Linked DNA regions of Mus musculus: all the other regions are linked to region 4. Evidence: chromatin contacts called from public HiChIP or PLAC-seq, Micro-C and promoter capture Hi-C data. All regions are on one chromosome and are shown on one strand. Each heading gives the region's core, a stretch centred on a gene start, on an enhancer-like site or on the middle of the called end of the contact. The rest is flanking DNA. Distances are from core to core; before and after follow the strand shown. Region 1 overlaps Macf1 (microtubule-actin crosslinking factor 1). Region 2 overlaps Macf1 (microtubule-actin crosslinking factor 1). Region 3 holds the start of Akirin1 (akirin 1). Region 4 holds the start of Bmp8a (bone morphogenetic protein 8a). Region 5 holds the start of Ndufs5 (NADH:ubiquinone oxidoreductase core subunit S5).

Region 1 (2,700 bases), core at 87-2,586, 280 kb after region 4:
CCCGGCCTGAATCTAATTTTTTAATACTAATTCTTGTTGAGTTTTCTAATTTATTTATTGAAAGCTTGCTTATTCATTTATTAGTTCTTAATCTCTTGCCTTATAAGGAAAGTCAAGTCTACAGAAACGATTTACTTATTCCCTAAGATCCAGGTTCCTAGCTAGCTTATTCTTCTAGTCCTGTACGGAGAGAAGAGGCTTGCATCATCTCACTGATGCTACAAATAAACCAGACGGTGTCACCTAAAAGTACTTTTGTCTCTTAATAGCCAATTCACTAGCTTCTTAACCTTGTTCTAAAAAGACAATGAGTGTGTGATTTCAAAAGGAAACTTCTAATATTAAAGTGTACTGACAAGACAAGAATTCAAGAGTTGGGTGGCCATCTAGATAAGCACCTGGAATCTGGCCCCCATCAGCCTAGCCTGCCTTTCCATTTGAATGGAGACAGGCCCTGGTGTGTGTGATGGAAAAAGAAACTCCCAATGTTTGTTTAATGTAACTCTAGTTCAACCTTCGCTTTGGCCACCGCCTTCCAATGCTCACAAACACTTAATTGTCCCTGAAAAGTAGGTCAGTGCCTCCTGGAACAAGCTGGAAGGAGAGCTAAGTCTCAGCCCATGATTCGAAGAGCTGAAGAGGCCCGATCTGTGTCTAGGAGACCAAAACCAACAGTGCAGTATGCCAAGAACTCTCCAGGTGCTCCAGGTGGCAACCTGGCTACTGCCATTCCGAGCCATTCCTAGGTGGTGACTCAGCAGCCTGGGAGAGAAGATGATGCCCAGAAAAAGCAGCTGGTGCTCATGTGAGTCTAAGAAATACTTGCTCTGCTCTGGTGCCTCACAAGGTATCCCTAATCATCTCTGAGTGAAAGGTGAACAGTCACAATGCAGAGTTCTTTCCATCCCTGTTTCTATGGCTCCTTCTGTAGAATACCTAGCATTGCTTGGCCATAAATGGAGTGACATGAACATCTTCCTACTTCTTCCCCCCAAATATTTTATTCAGGGCATCCAAAAATAAACACTGCCATGAGCTAGAGGTACATTCCTAAGCACTTTAAGTGGTCATTTGAGGATGAAAGGGTTAAAGTCTGGGTACAGGATACATCTTGTCCTAGGCTCAAATACCCATCCATGGTCTCCCCTAACCTTCTAACTGTCTTACTCACTAAATATAGATCATCTTTCCAAAGTCAAAAAAGGGGGACCCAGAAGAGGCGACAGAGAGATGGCAGTCTGGGAAACAGCTACCAGAAGGTCAGCTGTCCAGCTGGCTCTGGAATCTGAAAACTTCCAAACCTAACAACTGCCTTTCTCAGCAAGAATCAAAAGTATGTGCAGCAGCTGTGGAGGATAAAGGCCGCTTGCTGAGCCAGCCCCAGAAGCTAGCAGCAAACCATTTCCTTAGCCATTGTTCTCCAAAAGAAGCGAACGCTGCCAGCCACCTTAAAACCAGATACCAGAGCTAAATCTGCTGAGAGGAAGAGAAAGTTATCTCTCTGACAAACTGTGTGCCGGCACCTTGCTTTCTTGGAATTTCTCTGATAGTAAAACTCAAACCACTGACAACCCCACCTTTCTCAGCTCCCGCATGCCAGCATCTCTAGCCCCACTCACCCCTTCTCCTCCTCCTCCTCCTCCTCGTCTCACTGCCTTCCTGGTGCTCCACTGCACACCTGACCAGTCAGAATTGTACCATCTGACACCTGGATTCACAGTTTTACTCCTTATTAGTCTAAGAACTAGACCCTAAAGTTTACAAAACAAAGAACATATCTCATCACTGTTGTAGGAAAGAAAGGTCCCATACTTCAAGCACTTTACACATACTATTTCATTCGATCTTAAGAATCCTACAATGTAGATACTATCAGCAAAACATTCTACAGATGAACACCAAAGTACATGAATACTCAAGTATTTGCCCAAGTGCAGTTAGTAAGTAGCAAGGCCGAGACTCCAACCTGGACAGCCTGACTCCCATCTAACCTCAGCAACCCTCTATACCATTGGCTGCCTCATCTTAAGGTCAGTACTCTACAGCAGTGGTCCCCATCTTAAGCTCAGTACTCTACAGCAGTGGTCCCCAATTAGCAGCACCAGCAACTCTGGAAACTCAAAACAGACGCAAATTCTCAAGCCCCACCCGTGATTCGGTGCACAATGAGCCAGAACCAGGGTGGGACCCAGCAATCTTTTTAACAAGCCCTCCAGGTAGTTCTGATGCTGGTTCAAGGTGAAGAGCAACAGGGGCGGAGTCACACATTACACCGCTTTGGCTTGTCTGTATTTGAGCCACACCCAATACCAAAGAAGAGTCTAGGAAGAAGTTAATGCAAAAGCCTCCTGAGCAACTGACCACAGCAGAATGGTTAAGAGTCCATGTAAATGGTATGTAGATCTGCTGCCAGTCAGCTGTGTATCTTTGGGCATGTCACTATGTCTTTCTGATCTTCTATTTCATCAAGTATGAAATGGAGCTAAAAATGGAAACTAAAAGCAACACTATCATCAGCTGCCTAGTGGCCTGGACTGTAATCAACCACTACTTAGGAGGCTGGCACAGGAAGATTACAAAGTCAAGGCCTGCCTTGGCCACATAGCAAGTTCCAGGCCAGCCAGGGGTACACGATGAGATTCTGTCTTTAAATAAATAAATAAATAGTTTAAGGGGGTAAGGATATAGGAATATGGCTCA
Region 2 (2,700 bases), core at 105-2,604, 330 kb after region 4:
ACCTGCCTCTGCCTCCCGAGTGCTGGGATTAAAGGCGTGCGCCACCACACCCGGCTTTTTTTTTTTTCTTTTTTAAAATGTGTTTGTTTGTTTGTTTTGCAGCAGTGGCTTCCCTGGAACTCTCAATGTAGACCAGGCTGGCCTGGAACTAACAGAGATCACCTGCCTCTGACTCCTGGATACTGGTATTAAAGGTATTCAACACCATACCCAGCCGCCTTTTATTGTGGGACAGTATCTCTCTAAATTGCCCAGGCCAGCTTTGAACTTGCAATTCCCCTGTTAGCCTCTCTGCTTAAGGATAATTCATTTACGAGCCTCCTGGGTGCCTGAGACTACAAGCCTGTGCCACCACACTGCCTCTTTTCTTTCTTCCATATTACATTTTTATTTCTTTTTCATGCATTTTGATGTGTATGAATGCCAAGGCATAGGCACGGAGAGGAGGTGACAAGGTGTGAGCACTGGTTCTCTTCATCAACCCTTATTCTTGTTTCTTTGAGGCAGGGTCTTTCTCACTTCTTCCTTTGAAAGTTTCCAAAAGCTGCTCTTGACCCTGAGGTCCTTTTGCCTCAGCCTCAGTTACAGGCATGCACTGCCAGCTTGCCTTTTTTTTTTTTTTAAGTAGTTTTTTTTGTTTTAATTTTATATGCAGGAATGTTTTGTCTGCATGGATGTATGTGTACAAAATAGTGCCTACAGAAATCCGAAGAGAGCTTTGAATCCCCTGAAACTGGCAATGCAGATGATTGTGAGACACCACGTGCATGCTGGGAATTGAATTGGGTCCTCTGCAAAAGCAGCCAGTGCTCTTAGCCACTGATCCATCTCTCTAGCTCTGACCAGCTTGTCTTTCAGCCTTCCTATAGCATTAGCTCGGTAAGCCCTGGGGCTTTTGTATGTGAGGGTGCCTGAGGTCCTCAGCATATGGCAAACAACACTGTATATTTAGGACACTCTTGAATGTTTAAAATTTTGATCGACTACAAAATAAATGAGTGAATGAGACAGACGATCTTAAAATACTGAGCTGTCTGTGGCTTTTGACTAGGCTACAGTATTTAAAAACTTTGGGCTGGGTTGTAGCTCAGTGGTAGAGTACGTCCTTAGCATGCAGAGAGCTTCATTCAGTCCCAGCTCAAGCAGACACACACACTCACACAAATAGTATATTTATTTCTCATGGCCTCATACTTTGTGGGCAGCATTTTCCCCAGAACCAAACTCTAATCCTTTGCCTAAAAAATCCACTCCCTGCATCTCCAACTCCTGAAAGCCTAGAGGGAAACTCCTGGCAGCGCATGAAGCCGGTTTTAACTGGCCCAGGCAGCTCTTTTTAACAACCCCACCTTTTAGCTGAGTGGGAGTCAAGCAGGCCTGTAAGCCCAGCGTGTAATCCAGAGGCACGTGGGTCTCCGTAAGTTTGAAACCAGCCTGGTATACAAATCGAGTTCCAGGACAGCCAAGGCTGTTACATGGAGAACCTTGTTAGTTCAGGAGCTGGGTGTCATGGTACATGCCTTTAATACCAGCACTCCTGAGGCACTCTCAGTGTGCCAGCCTGGTCTACATAGTTCCAAGACAGCCAGAGTTACATAGTTAGACGCCATCTCACAAAACAAAACAAACCAAGCAAGCAAACAAACAAGCAGACAGTATTTACTCAGTGGTCAAGAACTGGAGCTACTTCATATTCAGAAAGAGGGAAGTGCGAAATCCTGTCCCCGTCCCCTCCTCAACCTCTAGGAGACTTCCTTCCAACACTTCATCAACTTGGCTTAAGCAGCTCTATTTTCTGTGTGTGAACTGATGCTCTATAAATACATCTGCTAGTAAGGTGTGATGTGTGTGAGTGTGTGTGTGTGTGTGTGTGTGTGTGTACTCTATTCCTCTTTATGGCACTATCTGCTGTGTCTTACATGGTGTGTCTTTTACATTCCCCTGTAGAAATTGGTAGCAGGAGCAGCAGGGACTGCTCAGATTGATCATTTGGTTGGAAGCAAACGGCCAGGTTCTAGTCTCAGTCTTAGGAGTCCCACCTCTAGGTCAGTCCCTCCCCCTTTGGCCAGTCCTAGACAAAGTTGCTTTCTGCCTTGGAAACCTAAGTTTTACCCTAAGTCCCTTAGTCTCCTCAGGGCAGCTAGACTTTGCCTGCCTCTTGTGCTATCCTCTTCTGCTATAAAAGTGCAATATCCCTCATCTCAAAAGCCTGGATGGTGCCAGCCACCCAGGAAGAAGGTTCCCTGCCACCCAGCAGCCCATCACCATAGCAACCCTCAAAATGGTTACCCAGATGGCTGGGTAACCATAGCAACTGGCCAAGTCTCACCTTCTTAGCCTCTCCCTAGGCCTTCTCTGACTTCTCAGAGTCACTGCCATCTCCCATCCTCCCTCCAGAGAACAAGAGGAAGGACCCTCAACAAGAAGCTGTCCCAAAGAAGTGTGGAATGCCTCAGCCACCCAGGCCTGTCTTCACAGAGTGCATAGAAAGGATGTGAAGACACTCGTGAACCATGAAGTGCTACACACATGTTTCTGGTCATTATCTTACTAAGCACTGTAAAGGCAGTAGTTGCCTTAGGCAGAGCTAGAATCCTTCCCAGTTTGGCCCCTTGCTGGCTGAGAGACCTCAGGCGAGGTCCTGAACTCTCCAGGTGTCTGTCTGTTTACTATAGAACATCAGCTTCTTAAACTCAGTTT
Region 3 (2,700 bases), core at 177-2,676, 410 kb after region 4:
GGTCTAGTGGAAAGAGCAGAGCCACAGTTAAAGGAAATGGATGATACGACGACGTGAACACAGGTAAAGCTCGAGAGGACTGCTGGTGGCAGCAGTATCCTTGAGGGGCTAAGCACAGGAAGGAGGAAATGAAAACTAGAGGCACTAGAGACTGCAAGATGTAAGGGGGAAAAATGATTTAAAGGGACTGCAGGTTTTCCTAATGCTTGAGGAACAACAATAAGAAGAAAACAAAGAAACAACTTGGCCAAATCCACTTTTGAGGGATTATTTCTGGGATCCCTCTAATTTGCTGAATATGGGTGCTGAAGCGCGTTCCCTCCTCCTACTGCAATATGATAGGCATCTTTACTGCCCCATGAGTCCTTCTTTTTGCCTTGTCTAAAACGAAGTGCCTTACTCAAGTCGAGTCACTGTATTAGATATTTGAATTTTGAGTACAGAATCTCTGTATACTTAAGGATTCTCAAATACTAGCCAACCAACTACCCACTTCAAGCCATACCCGAAACAAGACAATAGCCACACGATAAAACAAGGTCAGTCCGTCTCTTAAGAAATAGTCTGGTTGAAATTGCATTCCATGGCTTCTGCTCCCTAAAGAATTCTAGAAATCAAGTCTTCCTAAAAGCACCTTGCGGCGCTACATACGCTCACGCCCCTTCCCCTCTATCCGTCTCCCGCCCCACTCATGGCTGGGTTCGTGAGCAGAATCCAATTTTCCATGGCCCACTGGATCTCCCGGGAGGTTCCGCACAAGCGGAGGCAGGAGGGGCTTCAGGGACACCAAGAGCCTTCGGCGGTCTGGGGTATCCCCACCTCATTTTGGTGCCCACCCCTCAGACTCTCCAGCTCCAGGAAACCCGAAAACCGACACTGTGGGGTCACTGCCCTTCCCGGATGTCTCTCGTCCCCGGAAGCAACCGGGCCCAGCAGCACCCCAGTTCCTTTTTCTCCCAAGGCCGATATGGGGTGCGGAGGTGATCTCGGCCGGTGTCCACGACCCCCGCACCCTCCCCGCCCCCCACGCCCGGGCCTGGCTTCCTGCCAAGTCCGCAGCAGCAGCGCAGGTTACCGGGAGTTGGAAGACGACGCTCGCTGCCGGGTGGGGCAGGCTGCTGGAGGCTCGCCGGCGGCGTCTGCATCTGAAGCGGCGGCGGCTCGGCGTCCGGGGGCCTGAGGCCCGGAGTGGGGCCGGGCAGAGGGGCGCAGCGTCGCCGCTTCGGGGAACCGGGGCTCAGCAGCGCCGCCTCGAACTCCATGGGCCGCTTCAGTGTCGCCCCGCACGCCATCCCGCGGAAGGGCCAGAGACCAGACGCAGACGCGGCAGCAAGGACTGCCCTGGATCCAACTCTTCAGCTACGGCTCCCAAGCCAAGCCGGCTCCAATGGCGCCTCCGGCACCCGGCAGCCGCGCTGGCCCCGCCTCCTGTGACGTCACGGGCGTGCGCCACCGCCCGGCAGAGGGGAAGAAGTCGGAAAAGGGCCGATCCGGGAGGCCCGCGAGCCTGGGCTCGGCCCATGGCGCCCCCTGCGGAAGAAGTAGGCCGGTCTGGGCGGAGAGCGTGGTCGCCTAGCAACACCCCCGCCCCCGCCCCTCCCAGGGCCCCCCCCTTCACGCTCTCTGCCGGAGTGGCCTGGGAGGTCTTTCGCACCTGCGCGGCAGGGGCCTCGGGGGCGGGGGATGGGAGAGACCCTGGGAGACCGGGGTTCCCTTGGCCGCGTGACCGATAAAAGAGGTGATTCTAAAGGGTTATCAAAGGATTTTGTCTTGAGTCCCAGGAAATCTTCACAAACATAACCGGGTTATCTAAGGATAGACTTTATTTAATCCACGAACCCTGTGCAATCATGGGCAAAATTGGAAGGGGAGGTGTGTTACAAATGAATGTATTTTGGGGATAGATGACCCGGCCATTAATCGGATCACTAAATGGATATGTGTTACGCAAAAAAGGATTAAAAGGAAAAAAAAAAAAACAAAAAACAATCCTACCAGAAAACTCACTGGCTTAAACTGTCTAACCAAGTGATACCAGGGTGTTAGGAACTTCCCCTGATAGCTGATTTGGCAGTTGGCTTCCTCATCCGACTTGGCAACTCAGACTGGTTCTTCCTCGGGTCAATCGAGATTCTCTGCCGTACTGTTGGCTGGAAAATGCTTTTGATATTCAGCAAATGAATAGAAAACAGGGAGGTTCTGCTTTAGGGAACTCTGGTTGTAATTTTCCTGGGGAGTAACTCCAGTGCTTTCAAATACATCAATAGAGTCATCAGAACAACACCTCCACATTCAAAGCCTTTCTGTAATTATTTGTATATTAGTGGCTGTGATTCCTGTAATCTGGCTTTAACATTATCTCTGTAACAGATTTTTCTAGAACAGTCCAAATTTTAGATACTCATTTCTAATTGCCAAGATGGCTGTCACAGTACTTCAACACACTTGGGGTTAGACAATAAAGGCATACTATCTCCAATCTTCCTCCTCCTTCTCCGCCTCTTCTTCCTTCTCCTCCTGTTCGTTTTGGTTGCTTTTCTCTGAGTCCTCTTCCGTTTCTACAAACTCTTTAAAGATCATAACATAGGTCATATACTTTCACATTTATTTCTGTAAAATATAAGACAGCACAGCATACCAAATTGCTGGTTTTCTGTTTGTTTTGCCATATTGGGATTCAAGCCTCCCTAGGCACATTAC
Region 4 (2,700 bases), core at 29-2,528:
GCCCGCTGTCCGGGCGTGAGGGTCAGCTCTGGTCATTTTGATATGACCACAGGTTTCCACACTGAACTTTGTCCCTCCCTCTCTTCAGGGCTGCGTTTATCACAGTGACAGCATCACGGTCTGGTTACTCATCAGTATACCCAGGACTGTTTTCCGATGCTACCTAGGGGACCTGGACATCTCCAGATCCCAACTCCTGGGTGCCTTAGTGGGGCAAAGACCCTGGGCACAGGCGCAAAAAACGGACCTTCCAATCCTGATCTCCTGCAGTCGCCCCTCCCTGTGGTTTTACTGAACCATGGCTCCCTGTCCCAGGGGCCTTGTATTACCCGAGGGCATCATCCCCCGACAGGCGGCCACCCTCTCCTCCACCTACCGCCCCATCCGGATCCCTGACGCCCTGCACTCACCCATGTTGACGAAGCTCATGACCAGGTCGGCACGGCCTAAGTGAGCCTGTGGTGGCCCGCCGTCGTCGTCATCGGTCATGGCGTGGTATAGGTCCAACATGAAGAGGGGCGCGGACGCTGGCTGCCGGGCAGCGGCGGGTTGTGCACGGGGTCGGGGCCGTCCCGGTAGCCCGAGCACCGCCAGGATTTCACGCTGCATGTCGCGGCGCTCGCGCGCTCCCAGGCGACGCTGGGGACAGGTGTGCGGGGGACGCGGACCGTGGCCGCCTCCCAGCGCGCACAGAGCAAGGCCCAATAGCCAGAGTGGCCCGGGACGCATAGCCATCTCGGACTTTCAGCCGGCGCGCATCCACTGGTAGCTGGTCGGGCTCGGGCGCTACGCCCAGACGGGGAGGACCAGACGGCGCACCTGTCGCTGGCAGCTTTACAGCAGCTGCTCACCACGCACTCGGCAGGCGATCGCCGCGTCGGTAGGTCCCTCAGAGCAACGTGGGCTCTCACGGCGCTGACTTGCGAGTGTCCGCAGGAGGACTTTGGTGGCAGCTCAGACCGCCGAGCGCTCTTCCTCGGCCCCGCCCCTTCCCCGACCAGCCAATGGGATCACGGGGGCGGGTCCGAGTGCGGAAAGACGCCTGGGGATGGTCGCACTACTACTTGTGCGCGAAGTGGTGGGAGCCGCCTGGTGCACCCGTAGGTGGGAACGAACGGGCTGAAGAGAGGCCTTTAAGGGTGTCTTGGGTCCCCATCCAGCTTCCGGGGCTCATACCTGGCTACACGAGGAGACATTGGGGCCTCTGAAGCAGGCACCAGGGTGGGATCCTGAGTCCCGGAGCAGCGGTAGGACCCGTAGTGTCTCACCTTCTGCTCTGGAAGTCTCTGCATGCGCCCCTAGTTCCGGCCGTCGGGGCGGGGCGGGTGCCAGCAGTGCAGCGAGGGTGGGGCACACATTCCGTTGCCAGCAGGAACCAGGGCCCAGCCCCCGCTACTCCTCCGCTCCAGACTTCTTCTTCACCCAGCGGTTCCCTTTGTAGATCCAACCCAGGATAGGGCTCTGAGCCTCCTGAAGTAGGGTCACCTTCGCTTATCTCATTTGTGACAACTCCCCAGGGGCTTGCAAGAAAGAGACCTTGCAAAAACTCCCTGACTGGTTCCGCCCCTTTATGCACTCCGGCCTCCCAAGGCGGCTGCCACAGCACTGATACAGACCATAAAGGTGTTGGTGTGGCTCAAGTGGAGCAGCGAAAGAGCTCCGGGAGGCTGGAAGGAATAGAACAGGAAAGACGGAAGTCAGTAGGAGGAAAGCACCCAGCAGAGGGACTGGCTGTGTCAAGACTGGGAGTGTCATAATGACAGGTAACAGGGCTTTCAGACCTATTAGTGTTTACAAGCCACTATAGGCACACAGCTGCCTCTTTTCCTTTTCTTCTTCCTTTTTTTACCCCTCTCTTTCTTTCTTAGCTTACACAAAGCAATTTATTAACAAAATAATTTTTGAGAAATTCTGTTCACAGATCACGATGATCCCCCTTCCTTCAAGTTCTGTCACACGGGATGGGAGTGACAACCTCAACCTGCCTAATCTTCACATTCCTGAACAAACAAGAGCGCTGAGGGTTGACTGGGCTCCAGATCCAGGGGGTCTTGGATCTGTTTCCACCTGCGGTCTGGAGTTTGATACGAGGGCAATGGCGCCCAGCTCCTTGCACCTCTGGTCCATATCGGTAACATCACTGAAGGATGTAAAGATACAGTAGACACCGAATACATTCTGTCCTTCAGCCACTTGAGGTCTAAGACCGATAGCTTGTTTTTTTCCTTCCCCTTGGGAGGTGCTATTTCTGAATGTCTTCTCCAGATTTCTATACCAGCCCTGCCCCGCTCTGAGGTAGGTTCTCACAATGTAGCATTGGCGGACCTGGAACTTGACCTATAGAACAGGCTGGCCTCAAACTCATAGATATGCCTGCCTATCCCTGCCTCTGGGATTATGGCATGTGCTACTGTGCCCCACAAAGGCTTAAAACAAAACAAAACAAACAAACAAACAAACAAAAAACCGGGAAACCTGAGTGCTAAGCACTTTACCTCAGGTCAGCCTTCATGTGGTTGTTTGGAATTGAATTTTTAGGACCTCTACTTGCTCTGGTCAACCCCTCTTGCTCTGGCCAACTCTGCTCTCTCTCTCTCTTTTTTTAAAGATTTATTTATTTATTGTATTTAAGTATACTGTAGCTGTCTTCAGACACCCCAGGAAGGGGCATCAGATCTCATTATGGATGGTTGTGAGCCA
Region 5 (2,700 bases), core at 70-2,569, 370 kb after region 4:
CACATGACTTTAATCCCAGCACTTGGGAGACAGAGGCAGGCAGATCTCTGAGTTCGAGGCCAGCCTGGTCTACAAAGTGAGTTCCAGGACAGCCAGGGCTACACAGAGAAACCCTGTCTCGAACCCCCCCCCCCAAAAGTACTTCGTCCATTACTGTAACAGTCTATTTACTTCTATGTTTTTCCTACTGCTTTTGTTTTGAGAGCAAAATCGAGCAGATGCTAGTTAACTGCTAAAAATAAATGAACAAGTCAAATTAAAATTTTGTAAAAAAATAAAAAAAATCAGGAAATCTCAAACAACTTACACGTACAACTATAAAGCAGTGGATAGATTCTGGTGCTCAGTAGAATATGACATACATTAAGCAAAAAGAACATATGGAAAATACATAGTAAAGTTGACATAGAACAAAATAATCCCAAACGACAAATGTGCTTAAGAATGGAAAGCAAGCGCAGCACCCACATCAAAACCATCCTGTACGCGGACATTTAGGTGAATTTAATTTATAAAGCTCCCTCCCATTCTTTTAGTCATTTACTGTGTATGTCAGAGGCAAATGGGGGAAACGGCTCATCATAAGCACTGGAGACCCACACTGGGAACCTGAGTAAGAATTCGGGGGAGGAAGCCATTGGGAGAATAGAAAAAGTCCCAGAGGAGGATCTACATCGCTCTCTCTCTCGCTCTCTCTCTCTCTCTCTCTCTCTCTCTCTCTCTCTCTCTCTCTCACACACACACACACACACACACACACACACACACACACACACACAAACATAGACAACAGAAGTTATGACAATGAGGACGGACAGAGGCTCTGGAGCGGCTGCTGAGCCAAGTGCACAACAGGAAGAAAGTAGAGGGCTCTGGGGACCAAAATCAGGATGTGGTGCACGCCTTTAATCTCAACACTTGGAAGACAGAGGCAGATGCTTCTCTGTGAGTTCAAGGCCAGCTTGGTCTACAGAGTGAATTCCAGCCTACACAGAGAAACCCTGTCTCAAAACAAAAACAAAAAGGAGCGGGATGTCAGGGTAGGAAGGAGGCCAAGGCAGGAGTCCGGCAGACGGTGGATTTGCTCCGGAGGGCCGGGGGTGGGGGTGACGACCTAGTTACGGGGTGAAGGGAAGGCAGGAGGACACGCCCAGACCTGGGCCACCCACAGAGAGAGGAAATGTGTCAAGGAGCTAATCCTGAACGAAACTTCTTGGCTGTGCGGACACAGCAGCGCCTACCGCACCTCTGCAGTGCCCTTGTCAGGTCCCTGGTGCAATTCCCGACCGCCGGCTGCGGGAGGACGCAGACGCCTGCCGTAAAGGACGCCCGCAGCACGACATCTCCAGAGCGACGCCGTAAATCAACCACCGGCCGAGGAACTGTAGAAACCAAGCACAGCGGGTCTGCGCCTGCGCAGCAAGCAGCCCAGCCTCCAGACGCTGACAGCTGATAAACCGACTTTCCCCATACTACTGCGCCCGGTAGTGAGTTCTCCCTTTCAGCACTGTCGTGACCGTTGATTGTTGTGCTACTTGAGCAAGGTCACACTCGAGAAAGAGTAGTGCTTCCCTCACCCCAAGGAAATGTGGTGATTAAAGCTCGTGTGCCGTGACCCCAAAACTTGTGTGACTGTTTCCCAGTTTCACGGTGGCAGTTTCCCTTTTTGGTAATAAACATAATAGCCGGGCTGGAGAGACAGCTCAGAGGTTAAGAGCATTTGTTGATCTGGGAGAGGTCCTCGGTTTAACTCTAGATTCAGGGGACCCAACATAGTTCTTCTAACCTCAGCAATACCAGGAGCACACACATGGTGCACATACATGAAGACAAAACTCTCGCACATAAAGTAAATCTTAAAAGAAAGATAATAGTGCCTAACGTGGTGGCTCAGGCCTTTAAATCACAGAAATTAAGAAACGGAAACAGGTGGATGTCTATGAGTTCTAGGCCAACTAAGGCTACATAGTGAGATCTTGTTACAAACAAACAGCTATAGAGTTACTATAGGGACTTCTTTATACTGTGACATGATGAAAACGTTCTTTGATGTATTAGCTGACATTTGCACCAAAGCAATCAGAAAGCTGAGACAGGAGGATGTATCCTCTTGAGTTCAAGGCTGGCCTGGCCTATAAGACAGATGCTGTGCCTGCGAATGAACAGTTTCTGGAGAAAATTCCCGAAGTCCATGTGGTGGGTTCAATAGGAATGGCCCCCATAGATTCACGTGTGTGAATGCTTGCCTCATAGGCAGTGGCACTATTAGGAAGGGTGGCCTTGTGAGAGTATGTGTGGCTTTGTTGGAGAAAGTGTGTCACTTTTGGGGAGGGATTTGAGGTCTCCTATGCTCAAGTCAAGCCTAGTGTGGATTAGTCTCCTTTTGCTGCCTGTTGATCAAGATGTAGAAATCTCAGTTCCTTCTCCAACACCATGCCTTCCTGCATGCTGCCATGCTTCCTGCCATGATGATAGTGGACTAACCTCTGAAACTGTAAGCCAGCCCCAATTAAATGGTTGCCATGGTCACAAGTCTTTTTACAGCAATAGAAACCCTAGTAAGAGAGTCCACAATTTATTAATTTCATTCAATCACTCCAACTTGCTCCACTCACCCCCTTCCATCGGCTGGATGTCCCATATGAAACTGGTTTCAGTTCAATTAAAGTTTTCTGAGCACTCAGCCTGTGTCCAGTCAAA

Evidence for each region. Promoter capture Hi-C pulls out the DNA fragments that hold promoters and counts their contacts. Hi-C and Micro-C count contacts between places; a contact is called where the count stands out from the background. HiChIP or PLAC-seq counts read pairs in DNA pulled down with a chosen protein or histone mark.
Region 1: a contact with region 4 is called in a Micro-C map of embryonic stem cells, with 5 times the contacts expected there. The contact joins the enhancer-like site here to the promoter of Bmp8a in region 4. A contact is called at or near these places in 6 of 39 promoter capture datasets (the C10 cell line, the HPC-7 cell line, cranial neural crest and 3 more), 1 of 484 Hi-C or Micro-C datasets (embryonic stem cells) and 2 of 9 other capture datasets (adipose tissue and liver).
Region 2: a contact with region 4 is called in a Micro-C map of embryonic stem cells, with 1.8 times the contacts expected there. The contact joins the enhancer-like site here to the promoter of Bmp8a in region 4. A contact is called at or near these places in 9 of 39 promoter capture datasets (the 3T3-L1 cell line, the C10 cell line, the HPC-7 cell line and 6 more), 1 of 484 Hi-C or Micro-C datasets (embryonic stem cells), 10 of 115 datasets of contacts at active chromatin or transcription factors (embryonic forebrain, embryonic hindbrain, embryonic limb bud and 6 more) and 2 of 9 other capture datasets (adipose tissue and liver).
Region 3: a contact with region 4 is called in an H3K4me3 HiChIP or PLAC-seq map of embryonic stem cells, with 10 times the contacts expected there. The contact joins the promoter of Akirin1 here to the promoter of Bmp8a in region 4. A contact is called at or near these places in 10 of 39 promoter capture datasets (the 3T3-L1 cell line, the HPC-7 cell line, cranial neural crest and 4 more), 1 of 484 Hi-C or Micro-C datasets (embryonic stem cells), 12 of 115 datasets of contacts at active chromatin or transcription factors (bone marrow-derived macrophages, embryonic stem cells, epiblast stem cells and 2 more) and 2 of 9 other capture datasets (embryonic stem cells and liver).
Region 5: a promoter capture Hi-C map of second pharyngeal arch cranial neural crest shows a contact between it and region 4. The contact joins the promoter of Ndufs5 here to the promoter of Bmp8a in region 4. A contact is called at or near these places in 14 of 39 promoter capture datasets (the HPC-7 cell line, cranial neural crest, embryonic stem cells and 8 more), 1 of 15 datasets of contacts at CTCF or cohesin (the NIH/3T3 cell line), 2 of 484 Hi-C or Micro-C datasets (both in embryonic stem cells), 4 of 115 datasets of contacts at active chromatin or transcription factors (embryonic stem cells and memory CD8 T cells) and 4 of 9 other capture datasets (adipose tissue, embryonic stem cells, liver and 1 more).

What each region holds. Positions count from the first base shown.
Region 1 is chr4:123,623,310-123,626,009 of GRCm38.p6, forward strand. All of the region lies in intron 1 of Macf1 (microtubule-actin crosslinking factor 1), which reads right to left. Among named protein-coding and RNA genes, the nearest start is that of Mir6398, 8.2 kb to the left of the region's middle. Within about 2 kb of position 1,337, at least 96 of the 459 cell types and tissues checked have an H3K27ac peak or open chromatin away from gene starts, as enhancers often do. A contact at or near this core is called in adipose tissue and embryonic stem cells, where this site is marked.
Region 2 is chr4:123,668,522-123,671,221 of GRCm38.p6, forward strand. The region is part of intron 1 of Macf1 (microtubule-actin crosslinking factor 1); the gene reads right to left. Gm12925 (predicted gene 12925) reads left to right here. Exons shown (of 4, transcript NR_136925.1): 3 at 103-194; 4 at 2,398-2,689. Among named protein-coding and RNA genes, the nearest start is that of Gm12925, 4.0 kb to the left of the region's middle. Within about 2 kb of position 1,355, at least 39 of the 459 cell types and tissues checked have an H3K27ac peak or open chromatin away from gene starts, as enhancers often do. A contact at or near this core is called in embryonic stem cells and hippocampal neurons, where this site is marked.
Region 3 is chr4:123,748,873-123,751,572 of GRCm38.p6, forward strand. Akirin1 (akirin 1) reads right to left here and starts at 1,427. Exons shown (of 5, transcript NM_023423.3): 1 at 1,076-1,427. The coding sequence starts at 1,292.
Region 4 is chr4:123,341,974-123,344,673 of GRCm38.p6, forward strand. It overlaps Bmp8a (bone morphogenetic protein 8a), which reads right to left and starts at 1,279. Exons shown (of 7, transcript NM_007558.3): 1 at 411-1,279. The coding sequence starts at 735.
Region 5 is chr4:123,716,867-123,719,566 of GRCm38.p6, forward strand. Ndufs5 (NADH:ubiquinone oxidoreductase core subunit S5) reads right to left here and starts at 1,320. Exons shown (of 3, transcript NM_001030274.1): 1 at 1,247-1,320.